Regions from separate parts of the Mus musculus genome. Here region 2 is linked to region 1. A link is a contact called in public ChIA-PET data. All regions are on one chromosome and are shown on one strand. The core of a region is the stretch at or near the end of the contact, and the rest is flanking DNA. Distances in the headings are between cores, read along the strand shown.

Region 1 (7,939 bases), core at 2,789-5,288:
TGCACTTGTCTATGGACAGAAACATAAATACTTAGGAAGCAGTAAGATACCACAACATATCCACTTAACAAAACAACCATAGATGCTTCTCCATGTGCTCATACGCCCTCCTCGGCTCACTGCCTTTGGCGGATTTACAGTGCCAAGTATGAAGTCCCTCCTGTACAACAGGCCTCAGATCCAATCAGAAAGTGCTTGGCTACCCCGTGGATTGTCAGGCCACTCTTTGAGTGGCAGACACACCTGGATGCTTGAACCAGGAATCCAGGGGCTATCAACTGCCTTCCTGAGATGCTCCCCCAGGCCGATGTCTCCCTTATCTGTATCTGTAGATGTGGCTCCTGGGGTGGGCTACCTTCGAGTTGCTGGTCAGAGAGGTCCTTAAGGCTTCCAAGGCAGCAGAGTCAATACATTACTACCCCTCTTAGGTGGCCACCAGCACCAGGTGGCTGTATCTATAGTGTTATGTGCAGAGTCCACAGCTGGTTATGATCGCTGATGACTTTTCTTCTTCTGCAGCTTCTATAACATCTACTGTCATCTTGCTAGGTGGTGAGCAAGATGCTTGCAGTTCAGTTCTAGCATGATATGTTTTGTGTTCTGCAACCAAAGCATGTGGTATCTTCAGCAATAGGGTTATACCACCTGGAGACATCGGCCTGGGGGAGCATCTCAGGAAGGCAGTTAATAGCCCCTGGATTCCTGGTTCAAGTATCTTGGTCATAAATGGCCACACACCTTCATTCAGATTCTTTTATATGTATTTTGAACTCCAGTTATTCTGTAAATTGAAATGGATGAACCTATGTAAATATCTGCGAGGCAAGTGGTTGAGAAGTGAGTGGAAGCTGCTACTGTGTATACCCAATCGAGGGCAGGGATGGCCTTGAGTACATCCGAGATCCAGTGGTTAAGGTTAGTTGCTGGGGATATAGCTCAGGTAGCCGAGTACTTACCCATCATATGTGAAGCCTGGACTCTGATTCCCAACATCACATAAAACAGGCATGGTAGTACATACCTGCTATCCCAGCACTCAAGAGGTAGGGGCTAGAGGGTCTGAAGTTCATCTGAAGGTCATCCTGTGCTACATAGTGAGTTCAAGACCACACAGGTAGGTTTTTCTTCTTCTCACACTGTGATCCCTGCTATCTGACTCCATGTCACACAGATCTGTTCATGAGGAGGACAGCTTTCTCCCAGCTGGCTTGGGCTCACTTGAGGCACAGCCAGCCTTTCCTGGCAAGAGGATCCAAGGGGAGTTCAGGGAGCCTAGAACCAACAAAGGGAGGATGCAGTCCAGATACTACCCCTCAGCTGCCATCTCATTACCTCGCAGGGTGCTGACCATATGATAAATGTCCCCCAGGATTCTCTGTCCCTGAGGTATGTGGCTGCAAGATAGGCTTTCTTAGCAAACTGTTAAAAAAAAAAAAAAGAACATGCATAGTATAGATTCAGACCCAAAGACAGGTTATTAATCAGTGCTGAGTGGCTTTGCTGGTCTCTGCCTGGGACTGGGCATGCAGCTATGTGTGTTCAGTGGCCAATGTTGCATGGAGTCTGGGGGAGCCATTGAGGCTTCAGGGTTTAGGGGTTGGAACAAGTTGGAAGGTATCCTGTCCATAACTAGAGCCCTATTTGCACTCAGAGGTGAGGAGCAAAGCCTGGTTCTCAGAGAGGCTATGTATGCAGTTATTAAGGATTATGACAGAGAGTGTGTGGGCTCACAGTAACAGGCAAGGTACTACCTTGGTCCAGAAAAGTCCACTACTACGTCCTGAGAAACCCGAGAGCTGAGGGGAGAATGAGGTCACATGGTAGCACAGGTGTAGGGGACCTTCATGTCATCACATATTTAAAAATCTTTCAGGAGCTGCCCCTAGCCTTGCTAGGCTCTCCATCCCCCTTCAACAGTATCCTTACCCCGTTCTTCTCAAGACAGACCCTCTGAGTCCTCCTAGTTGGTAGCAAGACTTTTCCACTATCAGCATCAGGGAAAATTCCTCTCTCGGAATTCAATGCCAGACCCATCCTACCCTTCCCAAAGCGTTCACCTAAACATCCCCTCCAGGGAAAGAAAACCCCACCCGCTCGCCCTACCTCCCCATCACCCTATCCTATCTCAGCGTCTTGCTTTGTCTCCATTAGCCTTTACGTAATAACTCAGTCTCTCCAGCAGCTCATCCACTTACTGTCTGGCTTTTCCATTTGAAAAACCCTCCAAGAGGGTGTCACCCTCAGCCGTTGGCAACTACTCTTCCTGCTAGGCTGTGTCTGCCGTGGTGGGCATCACAAAAGCCTGTGATAAGTATTGTGTGAATGCTGAGTTGAGAATGGAGTCTCACTTGCCTGGCCTCCTGCAACTTGGAGCAGGCAAGGATGTCCCTGCCACACTGCCCAGTAGTCTCTCCTCAGTGGTGAAAGCCCCCACCCCGGGTTCCCACACACCTCTCTCAGGCTTGCCCAGTTGCTAGAGTCACCCATGCGATCCCCCAGCATAGACACTGCCACCTACTCACCGTGAACTGTATTTAAAATGTAAATAAAAAAAGGCTTTTAGGAGATTTAAGTGTTTCCCTTGGTATTTAAATTATTCAATTATAACTAAAGCTATTAAAATACAGTTAATTAAAATTGTTAGATTGTTTTCCTTCGCACTGATCGCGGCATCGCCGACTTCTCCCTCTAGCTGTTTAATTCCTATTAAAAATGATAATGCCCTGCTTTATTCATAAATGCAGCAACCTTCCCGTGCATTCTTCAGGCGCTCTCCCTTCCCCAAGCCACACCATCGTCTTTGCTCCTAGCAGTGAAGCAGAAACTCTGCCTTAGTCTTCAGAGGTTTAATCAGCAGTAAAAAAGACTCGAAATTTAAACATTAGCATGACTTACAACAAATAATACAGGCCCTCTGTTTTTTTATTTTTAAATAGCCTTCTAATTCTGATGCAACATAATGTCATTAGAGACCAAAGCAGGACCCCAAGGTTTAATGAAAGGTGGGTACCAGATAAAGGCTTTGTAACTCACAACATAAAATTACCAGATCGTACACTAAATATTTATTTGAAAGGTTCTGTAGCATTTCTGGTGGGAGTAGTTCAATCCACTGTGCAGACAGGTATGTGTTTCTAGAACAGAAAGAAAAAAAATGCAGGCAAAGCCAGTGCCTGCATCTCTAACTGGGTACCTCTGAGAACCTAACAGTTACAGTGTTTCAATGCCTGAGCTGTGTTACATGGCAGTAATGGCTCTCCTTGGTGATAATGGGACAGGTGAATGGGTTCAGCTTTCCCAGAAGGGCCAGGTACCACCTCGAGCCCTAGGGGTAATTCGTGAACACATCTGAATCGTGACTCCTTACATGTCTCCAAATGTCACCACAAAGGGCATGGCTGTGAAGTGGCTCAGTTACTAAAAGGTGTGGCTGCCCTTAGGGAGCTTGTGCCCACCCACCAGCCATGCACCCTGCACGTGGAGCTCGAGGTTGGACAGTACTGTCACTAAGGTTTCCCGTGTGGATATGGAAGATTCCACAGGAAAGGTGGGCTGGGTGTGGTCTCCCCTGGGCAAAGGCAAAGGGAAGATGAAGGGGAGGGGACAAGAAGGAGGTGGTGGGTTTGGGACACTGAGACTCTACTGTAGTCGGAACATAGATTAGGTGGAAGTGTACAGCAGAATTTAGAGACCCTTTACAGCAGAATTCAAGAGTAACCCTAGACATGTCTCCTCTGAAGTTTGCCCATCCACGAAGGACTGAGCGTGGTTCAGTCCTTCATGTGCAGCTCTCAGAGCTGGGCTGCAGGTGGTTGGTGAATGACCAGAAGAACTGTAGCCAGCACCTAGTGAGTTCTGGGTACTGGTTGGAAATGCCCCCAGGGCTGGCTGCTGAGCTGCTGGGGACCCAATCAAAAACTCAGGTGAAGCAATCTGAGCTCTTGGACCTTGGACCTTGTTCTGCAGTAACCTGAGTACTCAGACTGGGACTGCAGACTTTCTTCCCAGGCCCACCTCCTCCTGTGCCCAACAGAGCCTCATCAGCTGCTCTAAATGTGCCTCTTTACCCAAGGGACACAGTGTCCCAGGGAAGTAGAGAGAGGCTATGAACTTCGTTGCTGGTCACAGGGGAGTGTAAATCTAAACCACACTGGCATGCCATTGTGCAATGAGCGAGGTGACTACAGCCAAATAGAGAAAAAGGTCAGCTCAATCATCCTGGGGCAAAGATGAGGGGAATGAGCTACCACCATAGCACTGGTGGGCATTCACTTTGTAGAACAGTAGGAAGCGTCTGCATTCCCAGGAAGAGAAAAGAACATATGCCCACTCTGAGATTTGGATGCAGCTGTTGGCAACAGCCTTAGTCCATAACTGCCTAAGAGTGGAGCAAACCTAAGAGTCCACCCACAGAGGAATGGGTAAAGAAACTGTGGTATATCTATTCAAGTGAATAGGACTCAGCCATGAAGGGGAACACGCTGCTGAAACATGGTATAGCATGAGTGAATTGCTGCATAATTATGCAGAGTGAAAGAATGCAGGCAGAAGGGGGAGGGGTCTGCCAGCAATCCACAGGGGCAGAGGGGGTGTGCCTGGGCGTGGATAGTGGGGTGGGCTGACAGACAGGAGGCATAAGGAAGCAGAAAGAAAGATTTGGGTGTGATGGCTACATTCACTCCTGACTGCAGTGATCGATTCTTGCCTACAGACAGATGTCAAAACATATCAAAGCACACACCTTTGGTTTATTGTACATCAAGCACACATCAATAAAGTGACTTTAAAAAATTAAAAGCCCAGACTTTAGAGGTTTCTTTTTGATAATTTTGGCCGTGACATGGTTTTAAGTGAATAAAATAGCAAGAACAGTCAGAATCGCCTAAATAGATTTTCCTCAATCAGCCCCAGTCTTCACCTCTCCTCCTCTTCCCCTTCTTCCTGAACTGGTTGAGAGGTGAGTCCAAGATGTTGCTTCCCTTTAGCCCAACACCTCAGGGGATATTTCATAAAGCAAGGCATTCTCCTGCTGTCCACGGTTCAGCTCTTGAAATAGAGAACTTTGCCATGGACCCTTAAGTCAGTGCCAACAGTGGTTCTGTAACGGGCACGGCAGCTGTCTCTGCACTGGGACATCCATCCAGGATCTCCCAGCTCTCGGCTCACACATCTCTGGCTCCTCTGACCCGAGTTCCAGAGCTGACCACCACTCGCTAGTGGCCCTGTGACCTTGAGCCTTCACCTCCAAACCCTGATCTATGCAGCAAGAATAAAACGAGCCAGTCCTCAGGATGGGGGAAGATGAGTGAGAGGAAGGCTGTGTGTGCCATCTGTTATAGGGACTAAGGATAGAGTGAGCAGGCTCAGGCACTTAGGGCCAGCATCCCACGTGATCTGAACACTGGATGTTCAGTCTGGACGTCCTGAGTCACTCTGACCCAGCTCAGTAAGCCCCTCTGAGACACTTGTCAGGCGCATCCTCTGCTTGGTGTGATGACCCCTCTCAAGAGTTTAGGGCTACTAATTTCCCTTCTATGTTTTAAAATCCACCCTACCATGAGAAGAAAGGATGGAAGGATTCTAGAAGCCAGAAGGTTGAGGACCCCATAAAAACACAGCTTACAAAATCAACTACACAGGGTTCATGGGGCCTCACAGTGATTGAAGCAGCAACCATGGTCCCTATATGGGTCTGAGCCAGGTCCTCTGCATATACCTTGTGAGTGCATAGCTTGGTGTTTTTTCGTGGGAACCCTAACAGCAGAAGTGGGGGCTGTCTCTAATTCTTTTGCCTGTGCTTGGGACCCTTTTTCTCCTCCTACTGGATCACCTGGCCTTGATATGAAGATTTCTTTTTTTATTTTTTTGCCTTGTCTTATTGTGATGTGTTATGCCATGTTCGGTTGCTATCCCTGAAAGATCTGACCTTCTTTTAAAGGGAAACTGAGGAAGAGAGGGCTTATGGGGAGGGGAGGGAGGACTTGGAGGAATACAGGTAGGGGAAGGCATGGTTGGGATGGAATGTGTGTGAAGAATAAAAATTAAAATAAATAAAATCCATTCTTCCTCCCCCAACTTCCTTCCCTACTAACATTGTTCGAGTCCAGAGAAAGTGAGTCTCAGAGTGGTTGCTCCTGCCCTGGCCGGGTGTATCCTGCCTCTTGACATGTCTTTCTGCTGACACCAGAACACAAGGCTGACACCTTACACACAGTTAATCTGCCAGGGTGCCCATGACCAGGATGATCAGGTATAGGACCTGCTGCCTAGGAGCCCTCAGCTGAAGATGTCTGTCCGGTGACTTCTGTTTAAGTTATAACATTAGCTCCTGGTGGCTTTAGGGTGGTGAGAGGTTAGCTGGCTGATATGAGCAAGGCTACCAAGCAGAAGACATTTTGGAACTTGGGAAGTGATGTCACACGTGCTTCTAATTCAGAGATACGGGAAGAGAGGAGCAAGGCAGGCTGGGAGCAGCTCAGGCTGAGGGAGAGCATGGCCTGAAAGGAGCTAAAGGTCCCAAGGTGGGAAGCAGAGCAGAGAGGCCCACTCGTGTTGGCAAAGGCAGAGGGAGATCCTCACGAAGTCCATCCCCACAGTCCTTCAGGCTCCGACCAGATTCTCACTCTGCCTGGCTCTGTTTGTTTCCTAGTGCTGCCTAGGTAACAAATGAGCACACACTGGGTGGCTTTAAACACTCTGTTGTACAAGCCAGAAGTCTAAAGCAAAGGTGCCAGCTAGGCTGGCTGTGCAGTGTACAGGCTGACCTCACGTGAGTCCCCCTCGTCTCTCTGTCTCTCTGTCTCTCTCTGTCTCTCTCTCTGTCTCTCTCTCTCTTTCTCTCTTACCTACTTGTGACTCCCAGCTTCCAGCGTTCCCCCATCCTGCATGGGGCTCTAGGATCTTCAGTCCTTGCTACCTGTGCCTCCCGCTGCAACTCCACAGCCTCTACCTCCACCATTACAAGCATCCGTGCTCTGGCTTATGGCCCATAGCACTGAGTGTCTTGTCTTTTCTGTCCCTTGTAAGGACACACCTGCCACTGGATTCATGCCCTCCTGCCCTGGGGTGAACTTACCCAAAGACTATCACATGCCACACAGATCCTTCCTTGACTGGTGCCCCATTATGAGATTTCGTGAGACACCATTGCATGTGGCTGGGGCACAATTCTACCACTTACAGGTTGAGAGCAAACAGTGTGTCATCACCGTGGCTTCCCTGGATTTCTTCCTAGTCTGTGGGAGCTGCTGTATGATCAACTGGGGCTAGGGGGGGAGCTAATTTTCAAAGGTCCCCTAAGCCTGAAAGGGGGAAGAGCCTGGGCTTAGGGATTGGGGACAGGGGAATGGCTCTGGTGATCTCAGAGGCCAACTCTCCCACACCGGAGTGCCCCTGTGGTGCACAGCAGAAGATGTGAGAGTGAGGGAGAGCAGGATGCTGGAGCACCAAGCTTCACTGTCCTCCCCTGGAAACTCAAGTTCCAAAATGAGGTTTGAGCATCTACTGAGTTCTGTAACAGGATGTGGTGTAAGGGACATGAAGTTTCTTGGTTTATGACATTTTTAGGGTCATGAGGGGGTCAAGATATCATAGCTGGTGAGAGCTACCCACAGGAGCATTGGGGGCCAAACACCTTAGTACCAAGGTAGACAGGGAAACCCTGCACACAGTCCAAAGGAGGTAGTACTGAGCTATGACATAAAAGACATTTAAGAGTTAGATAGGGCAGGGAGACATGGGGGTGAGTAGGTGTGTGGCATGAGCCAGGATGAGCCTGGTAAGTGTTCGATGCAATAAGAAAGTGCATTTTGGTTTTCAGTCTGGGAAGGCAGGGTGGGGCTACTATGGGAGTTCCAGGAGGAAAAAAAAAAAAAAAAAAAAAAAACTTTGCAGAGATGGAAAGCAACCTTGGGTGCAAAGAAGTCAGAATTTTATTCTG
Region 2 (7,939 bases), core at 2,504-5,003, 220 kb after region 1:
GCATTACACGCCGATAAGTCAGACACAGAGACGTACCATCCAGGAGGCTAAGATGGTGACTTGCTGAGGGTGCTTACTACACAAGCAAGAGGGCCTAAGTCTGGTTTTCCAGCACTCACATAAAAATGAGCCCGGCTGTGCACATCTGAGACCTCAGTGCTAAAAGTGACAGGGCTTGAGTAGAGACAGATGGACAGACAGACAGCCTAGCAGAGAAAGAGCAAGCTCAGAAACAGACTCCTCAGAAAATGAAGTGGAAAGAGAAGTTGTAGAAGACATATCATACTGACCTCCGGTTTCCATATGCACACACACACATGCATATTCACTGGAACATACATGTGCACAGCCACACACATAAACATATGTGCACGCAAAAAAAAGTCATAATGTTTTAAGTACATTAATGATTTTGTATTGGGCCGCATTCCTAACTGTCATGGGATACATTGGCCTGAGGGAGTGATTCCCAGCCTTCCTGATGCTGTGACCTTTTAATGAAGTTGCTCATGCTGTGGTGACCCCCATTAAAATTATTTTCATTGCTACTTCATATCTGTAAGTTGCTTACCTTATGGATTGTAATGTAAACATTTTTAGAGATAGAAGTGTGACAAAGAGGTCACAACCTACAGGCTGAGAACCATGGCCTAAGGCCAGACCTGGGTGCTTAGTAAGGGCTTGCTTACACCCCACCCCAGGGACACTAATCAGAAACAGACAAGGGTGACCAACATCTTTCCAAGTTATTTGGATGCTCTTCAACACTGGAGTCCCAATACTCAAAGTTCACCCCAACCTGAGTTAGCAAACGCACTGTGCAGGACCATGGCCAGCGGTCCTAAAAGCCACCACTAGGCCTCTGTCCCCTCCACACAGCTCTCAGCATAAAAATCACTAATGAGGGAGAAGAGGCTGGAGAGATGGTTAAGAGCACTGGCTGCTCTTCCAGAGGTCCTGAGTTCAATTCCCAGCAACCACATGGTGGCTCACAACCATCTGTAATGGGATCTGATGCCCACTATTGGCATGCAGGTATACATGCAAATACAGCAGTCATAAACATAAAATAAATAAATCTGAGAAGGAGGAGGAGGAGGAAGAAGAGGAAGAGGAAGTAGATAACACCAGTGGGGATGTTTCCAAGTTCATTTCCATTTCCCCACAGGAAACTTTCACCAGAATGAATCAAAAGTTGAACCAGCAATTTCCCCCGCCCCCCATGAGTTCACACACACACACACACACACACACACACACATACTCGTGTGAGAAGCATCGTGTCCAAGCAGTAAGACAGCCTGGCTGTCTTGCTTTGGCCCCTCACCTGTCAGGCTCGGCTCTACCCCACCCAGGCACAGCCTGCCAAGGCAGTGAGTAGTGATAGGTGGCTATTGTCTCTGTGTCTTCTTTGGCAGACAGAGCTCTGACACTGGAGCCTGACAGCCTCTGAGACCTTTGTCTCCCAGGCATGGCCAGTGGCCATAATTGATATGGATGTCAGGGCTGCCGTCCTTGCCCAAGCTGGCAATTAGCGCTTGTGTTGGTGGCTGCCAGGGATTCCTGATGCTGCAGAGCAAAGACTTGTCAGGTTTGTGGCCACGCGGCTCATTATATCGGGGACATGGGCTCCCTGCCCCCACCTTCTCTGATCTCTCTGAAGCAGAGAGGGTAGCTGAGCCACCTTGTCACTTCCATCCTTTGTTCAAGAAGGTAGAGTGGAGCTGATGGTGACAGTCCATCTCCATCTATAGGTCCTGGGTCCTACACAGAGTGACCAGTGGGAAGGCTGTGAGAGAACTCAGGGTTACCAGACAACTACAGCAGTGAGGGGCATATGCCTTCAGGAGTCGGGCAGGCACAGCCCATACAGTAACATGGCTGGGCTGGATGGCACTCATGCTCAAGTCCCTTGTCAAAAAGGTGAGCAGCGGGCCAGATCCAAATTCTCTAAACTGTGGGTCACATCCACTAGTAGCACAGATAGATAATTTAGTGGACCAAGGCATCATTTTAAAGACCAAGAACAGGAGCTGGAAAGACAGTGCAGTGGTTAAAAGCATTTATTACGCTAACAGAGGACAGACATTGGGTTCCCAGCACCCACATGGTGGCCCACAACCATTTGTAGCTCCAGTTCCTGGGGATCCAAAACTCTTCTGACCGCCAAAGGCTCCTACTTGAATGTCACACACACACACACACACACACACACACACACACACACACACACACACACACATAATTACATATTTAAAAATAAATAAAAATGGCTCAGTGGATAAAAGCTAACCATGCAAACATAAGGACTAGAGTTTGCATCCCCCAAACCCACATAATAGCCAAGCAAGCATGGTAGCCATCTGTAATCCTGCCACTCAGGAGGCAGAGATCGGGCAGGGGGTTCCTCAGGACAAGGCTAACTAGACCAGTTGGAACTGAAGAACTTTGGATTAAGTGAGAGACCCAGTGCCAATATATAAAGTAGGGAACAATCAAGGAAGCCCATAAATGCTAACGTCAGTCCTCATGTGCATGTGCACAGAAACATACACACATTCAAGCATGCACATGCGCACATCACTATACAGAGAGAGAGACAGAGACAGAGACACAGAGAGAGACTAGAGTAGAATAAAAGCTAGAAGATTAAAATAGAGTAGACTCACATGCATTTCCTGAACTGAAGACAAGTGCAGTCTCCTTAAATTTTGTTCAATTATGCACGCATAACATATAAATGAGTGTTGTACAACACAAAAGGTTTCTCGGGTTGTAGGTTCACAACCCACAAGTGACAAGGATGGGGCTGGCTACTCCAACCATTCCAGGGATCTCGGTTAAAGAGGACTCTAGAGGAAGTTAAAGTAGAGGAAGGCTCAGGTGTCTTCAGGAAATTTCCAGATTTGTTGCAGTAAGAGGTAAGCAAAGCAGTCGCTTAGGGCCAAGGGTTCCCACCTGCCCTTCCTGGCCCAGTCCTTTAAGCATCTGTGAACTGGGTTGTCTGGGCAGGAAATGAGGTGCCTCTGCTGGCATCTTGGGTGCAGGCCTCCTTGCTCCCTGCTTGAGAGCCAAGCCACACTAAATGAGGGATGCTGGGATACAAGGACTCTGCTAGTTCTGTGTACATGCGAAGGAATAGACATCAGTGTAGGATATTGCACAGAAGCACACAGCAGATCCCATCACAATCATGTAACACCTACATCTAACCCAACAACAACAACAGCAACAGCAATCTATCCTGGTGTGTCAAGAACTGCAGAATCCCTTAACTTCCAGGGACCATTCACAGAAAACACCATTCACTGACCCCTGCCTCGCACGTGACAGTTTACACTGCACTTTCCTGTACATCTTATACACTCATCGCTGTAGGGTCCTCCTCCCAGCTCCCAAGTCACAGTTGAGAAAACAGAAGCCCAGAGATGCCCAGCAGCCTGCTCAGGGACGTGCAGCTAACAAGAAGATTAGCTAAGAGGCCACTCAGCCTGCCTGAGCTCAGCCCCACCCACCTCCGCCCTATTTATTAAACCACGCCTCCCTGAACAGTTTGGGATCTGACAAGCGTAGTCATTTTGGAAAAAAATCCCCTGCCAAGCCAAGTCAAATTTGACAGAGTTCAATAAGGGCTTTATATTCTCTCTTTGCTATTAAATCATACTTTCTTTTAAAAAGCTTGAAGCTACACAATTCACTACTGAAGCAGCCTGTTCCAGACGCTGGTAAGGTCAAGACTGGTTTCCACCCTCAAAGTGTGCCTGGCCCCACCCCCGCCCCGCCCCCTGCTACCCCAGTGAGGCTGTATGGGCCCTGAAGACAATTATCTGCCCTGAAAGCCGGCCCCTCTCCAGACAAAGGCACTCCCCCACTCACATTTATCAGTTTTATTCCCTTAATGATTCAAACTTGTGCTGCGATGTGCAGCTCAGAACGGAGGGTTTCATGGATTTAACAGTTTTATTAATTTAGGAGGTTTCCACTGAGCGCCAGAATGGCTCAGTGTGACAAAGAAGGTATCATAAATGAATTGATTTGTCACGTATCAGAATGTGATCCAGCAGAGATTTCATTATTGGAGTTATTTTCCTCCAATTATCTGCAAACTTAAAATGCTAAAGAGCACCCCCCTCCACCCCCACCCCCAGCAGCAGCCGGCCTGGATCATTTGAGCAGGAAATAAATGGAAATCAATGGCCCAAATTTGCTGCCACATGCAAAGGCCGCCCAGCCTCCCTCCTCCCTCTGTGTAGCCACTTGGGGAAAACAAAGCCAGGGCACAGAGGCCACAAAGGCCACCTGCAGCCTTGAGGCATGCTGTGCCTGTGGGACTGAGTCTTATCCCAGGGCCCTGGCCCCAGATGACCAAAGAACAGCGCTAGGCAGCAGCCTGCCTGGCAACACCAGCAACCGAGCACAGGGTGGGGGCTGGGGGTGACTATGGAATGAATGAGTGCTGAGCAGGGAGCCTGGATCATCCCAGACACTCAGAAACTGTCACACCACATCAAATGTGGGTTCGCTTGCACTCCCAGGCCACCAGATGCTGTTAGCCTCGGCCTGGGGATCCCCACTCACCCCAGCCCTCTCCTCTACTGTCCAGTCTTTCACTGCAGGCTGGTCCCTCCTCCCCTTGGGTCCCTGCTTCCTCTCTGGCCCAGGTTCCAAGCCAGCCTTTCCTATTCCTGCCCACTGAATCTCCTATCTACCCCACACAGCCCCTCCTCCCGTGCCTCAGTTTCCTTATCACCAAGAGGATCATGGGAACAAACTCTAGCTCCCTGCTCAGGGCATTTGTATACAACACACCAGTCCTTCTTTGCCACTAAATTTGAGGTTGTGCCAGGCACCCATGAAGATCATGGAGAAAGGTGGAAACCACTTGCCTTCAGGGAGCAAGCCCCCTTTCATAAACACACAGAGATGAACCTGGGACTCAAAGCCTGACATTCGGCCTAAAGAATAGGACTCCAGGTTGACAGGGCTAGCTAGCTGCAAGGGAGAGACACCTAGCCAGCACCTCTAACATGAGAATTTTTTCACCTACCCCTTTGGAAAAGACACTAAGCCTGTTATAACCAGCTCAGTGTCCAGGGGAGGACAGCAAGAGCCACTTACTGTGTGTGACACCTTTTCTAGGTGCTAGAACAGCTTGGGCCCTTCTCATTTCTTCCTGAGGATATTTTTTTGCAAATGGAAGGGAGAAAGGTCCCAAAATAAGAAATGAGCTGTGTAAGGTCACACTGCCCAACCTAGCCCAGGTCCATGTGACCGGAGAACACTTGCAAAGATGTCGTCCCCCTGCCATCCCCAACTGCACTGGCTTCCATCCCGGTTAGTGGCAACTGTCATCTATCTGGTAGAGAATTCAAAGGCTGAAATCAAGGCCAAGAGGAAACAGAGCAGCGCCAGTCCCCAGGTGAGGGGCAGGTAGGGACAGGTAGGCCAGATCCCACTTGGTCCCTTGTTCCTGGAGTATCTTCATCTGTCCCGAGAGCAGAGGCAGAAAGCACATGGAAGACTGGAAAGCTCCCTGCCTAAGATGCTGTGTGTGTGTATGTGTGTGTGTGTGTGGGGGGGGTGTTGGGGAGGCAAGGACAGGCCTTGGGTCACACATGTTGTGCATTCAGGAAGCACACTTGGGCCTCTTTCTGTCCTCAAGTGGGGCTCTGCATTTAGACCCTTCCAAGTTACTCACACCCCTAGAGGGCAGAGGCAGTGCCCACCCATGTTTGTCAGCAAACACACTGGCAAGGCTGAGCATACTCAGCTGCCCTACACTGTACCTTCCCTCACAGGAGCCTCTCAAAGAACCAGGGGCTGGGTTCCGGTGATGAGGAGAACCCCGCTCTACAGCAAACCATAACCCCCCCCCCTCCCAGCTCGACAGATAAGCTCCTTGCACACAGATGTTAGTTATACTCTGACACAGCCATGTGTACACACTGGCCAGGTCCTGTGTTCACACAGATCAGGTCTCTCCTCCTCCCCATCTCCTTCTCTCTGCTTGCCTTTCCAGCTCCAGAAAGCCCAAGAGCTCCTAAGGTCATGGGCAGTGCTGACAGATGACAGGCAGCCACAGAAAGCCAGGGGGAAATGAACAGGTCCCAAGTTTAGCAAGATGGCTCCCTTCTGCCTCTAGGACTTCATCACCTCCCTGACCTCCAACAGCCAGTAAAGGTGTTTAATTCGTGTCCTACTAAAAATAGCTTCCTAATGGAGTCCAAGGCTCTCTCTGAACATTAGTGCGGTGACAAGGGACGTTGGTCTCCATTAGCCGATCCCTGGGCATAGAAATTCTCATTTTTCCAGGGTGGGCTAATGTTTCTGAGAGTCCCACTTCAGTAGGGACAAGGGACATACTGAAGACACTAGAACTTGTCACTAGGCCACCACAGACAAACAACTGCCAACCAGTAGCTCAGGACAAAGACTTGGCCCCACAAGCCCCAGGGGAATGTGTGAGTCTCTTGCTTGAGATTTCATCTGAACCAGCTAGCCTGTCTTGCACTGGCCCAGAGCTGGCTGCTGTGTACACAAGGGAAGTCTTTGAAGTCTCCTTTGACATATTCTCATCTCTCCCTAAACCAAGGGTCATACAGGGTACTGAGGCAGACACAAAGAATAATGCCCAACCCTCAGGCCTGCCAGCCGGGTCAAGGGCTAGACAAAGCAGTAAGAAGCTGGGGACTCAAGGCCTCTGAGGTCTTTCTAAAGGAAATAGGGGGTGTAAAAATGTATCCAGGGTAGGGCCCTCAAAAGTTATAACATTCTTGTCAGAAAAAATCCAGGAAAGCTTCTTGGAGGAGATGGCACTTGATCATTCTTGTTCCGTTCCGTGTTTGCATAAACAAAAGACGTACACTTATTTTTTGGAGCTGTGGTGTGGGGTTGGATAGGACAGAACCCAGGACTTTACACATGCTAGGCAAGAGCTCTACCACTGAGCTACATGCCCCAGCACTAACAGAGAGGCATTTCAGGGGCTGTGAACCCCACCAGTGCTGACTTGTAGAATTTCTCTTAAGATTCATTACTGAATCTTCCAGGCACAGCCAGACCCTCTCCACCATTCCTGGATACACTGTGGAGTTCTGACTCTTTCCAGTGTAGACCAGATTTCCCAGGGTAACAGCTGAAAGATGTCGAGTCAGTTAGAGCCATTCAGGTAAACGTCCATCTTCTCCCTAACCCCAGCCCTAAACATCACCCCATTCTACCTACTCCCTCCCTCCCACGGGTCTCAGCTGAAGCCACCTCCTCCAGGAAGCCCTCTCTGGGTGTAGCATTTCTACCTTGCCCCACTCAGTGCCTGAACTGTATGCCCCTTACATTTGAACTGTATTTCCATGTGGGGTTTCTTAGTCTTGCTAATTCTTAAACTTTCTTCCAGACCTTGAGTTTCATGAGCCTTGAGGCCAAGCCTGCACCCTGCCCTTGCATTCCCACAAGCGTGGCCAACACATACCTCTTCACACACACTTTCGTTTTCTAAGATTCCCATTACACAGATAGAGAGACTGAGGACCCAAAAAAGGAGAAGCAACGCCCATCATCCAGTGTCAGCTGCAACGTGCAGCTGGAGGCCCCGGCCTCTCAGACCCTCGTTCCCTCGAGCTGGGAGCTGAGTTTGAGACAGACAGCCCGAAGAGAAATCAGTTCACCTTGTACCACAAGTCAGATCTATCCTGTTTTTCTGAACAACTCGTGTGCACAATGGAATCCATTTTACAACTGTTGCGTTCAGGCAAACCAGCTTCTCTGATAAGGCTTGTTGTCCACTTTTGCCTCAGGAGCGCCAAACGCCCAAGGTCAGAAAGATGAGTTGACAGAAGGAAAAGACGAATGCAGACCCTTTGCTCCTCTCTCCACGAGAGCCCCCTGCCAGAGTCTCAGTGTGTCCACTGAAGAGGGCATACGGGGCTTCCCTGCCTACTCC

The links. ChIA-PET counts read pairs in DNA pulled down with a chosen protein or histone mark.
Region 2: a contact with region 1 is called in an REV-ERBa ChIA-PET map of liver, with 11 times the contacts expected there. The contact joins two enhancer-like sites. A contact is called at or near these places in 2 of 484 Hi-C or Micro-C datasets (the AML12 cell line and uterus) and 3 of 115 datasets of contacts at active chromatin or transcription factors (CD8 T cells, large pre-B cells and liver).

The regions. Positions count from the first base shown.
Region 1 is chr14:25,177,578-25,185,516 of GRCm38.p6, forward strand. It overlaps Gm32307 (a long non-coding RNA gene), which reads right to left. Exons shown (of 3, transcript XR_874431.2): 3 at 7,909-7,939. Among named protein-coding and RNA genes, the nearest start is that of Gm32307, 18 kb to the right of the region's middle. Within about 2 kb of position 4,039, at least 19 of the 459 cell types and tissues checked have an H3K27ac peak or open chromatin away from gene starts, as enhancers often do. A contact at or near this core is called in liver, where this site is marked.
Region 2 is chr14:25,393,613-25,401,551 of GRCm38.p6, forward strand. The region is part of intron 1 of Zmiz1os1 (a long non-coding RNA gene); the gene reads right to left. Among named protein-coding and RNA genes, the nearest start is that of Gm32645, 4.1 kb to the right of the region's middle. Within about 2 kb of position 3,754, at least 118 of the 459 cell types and tissues checked have an H3K27ac peak or open chromatin away from gene starts, as enhancers often do. A contact at or near this core is called in liver, where this site is marked.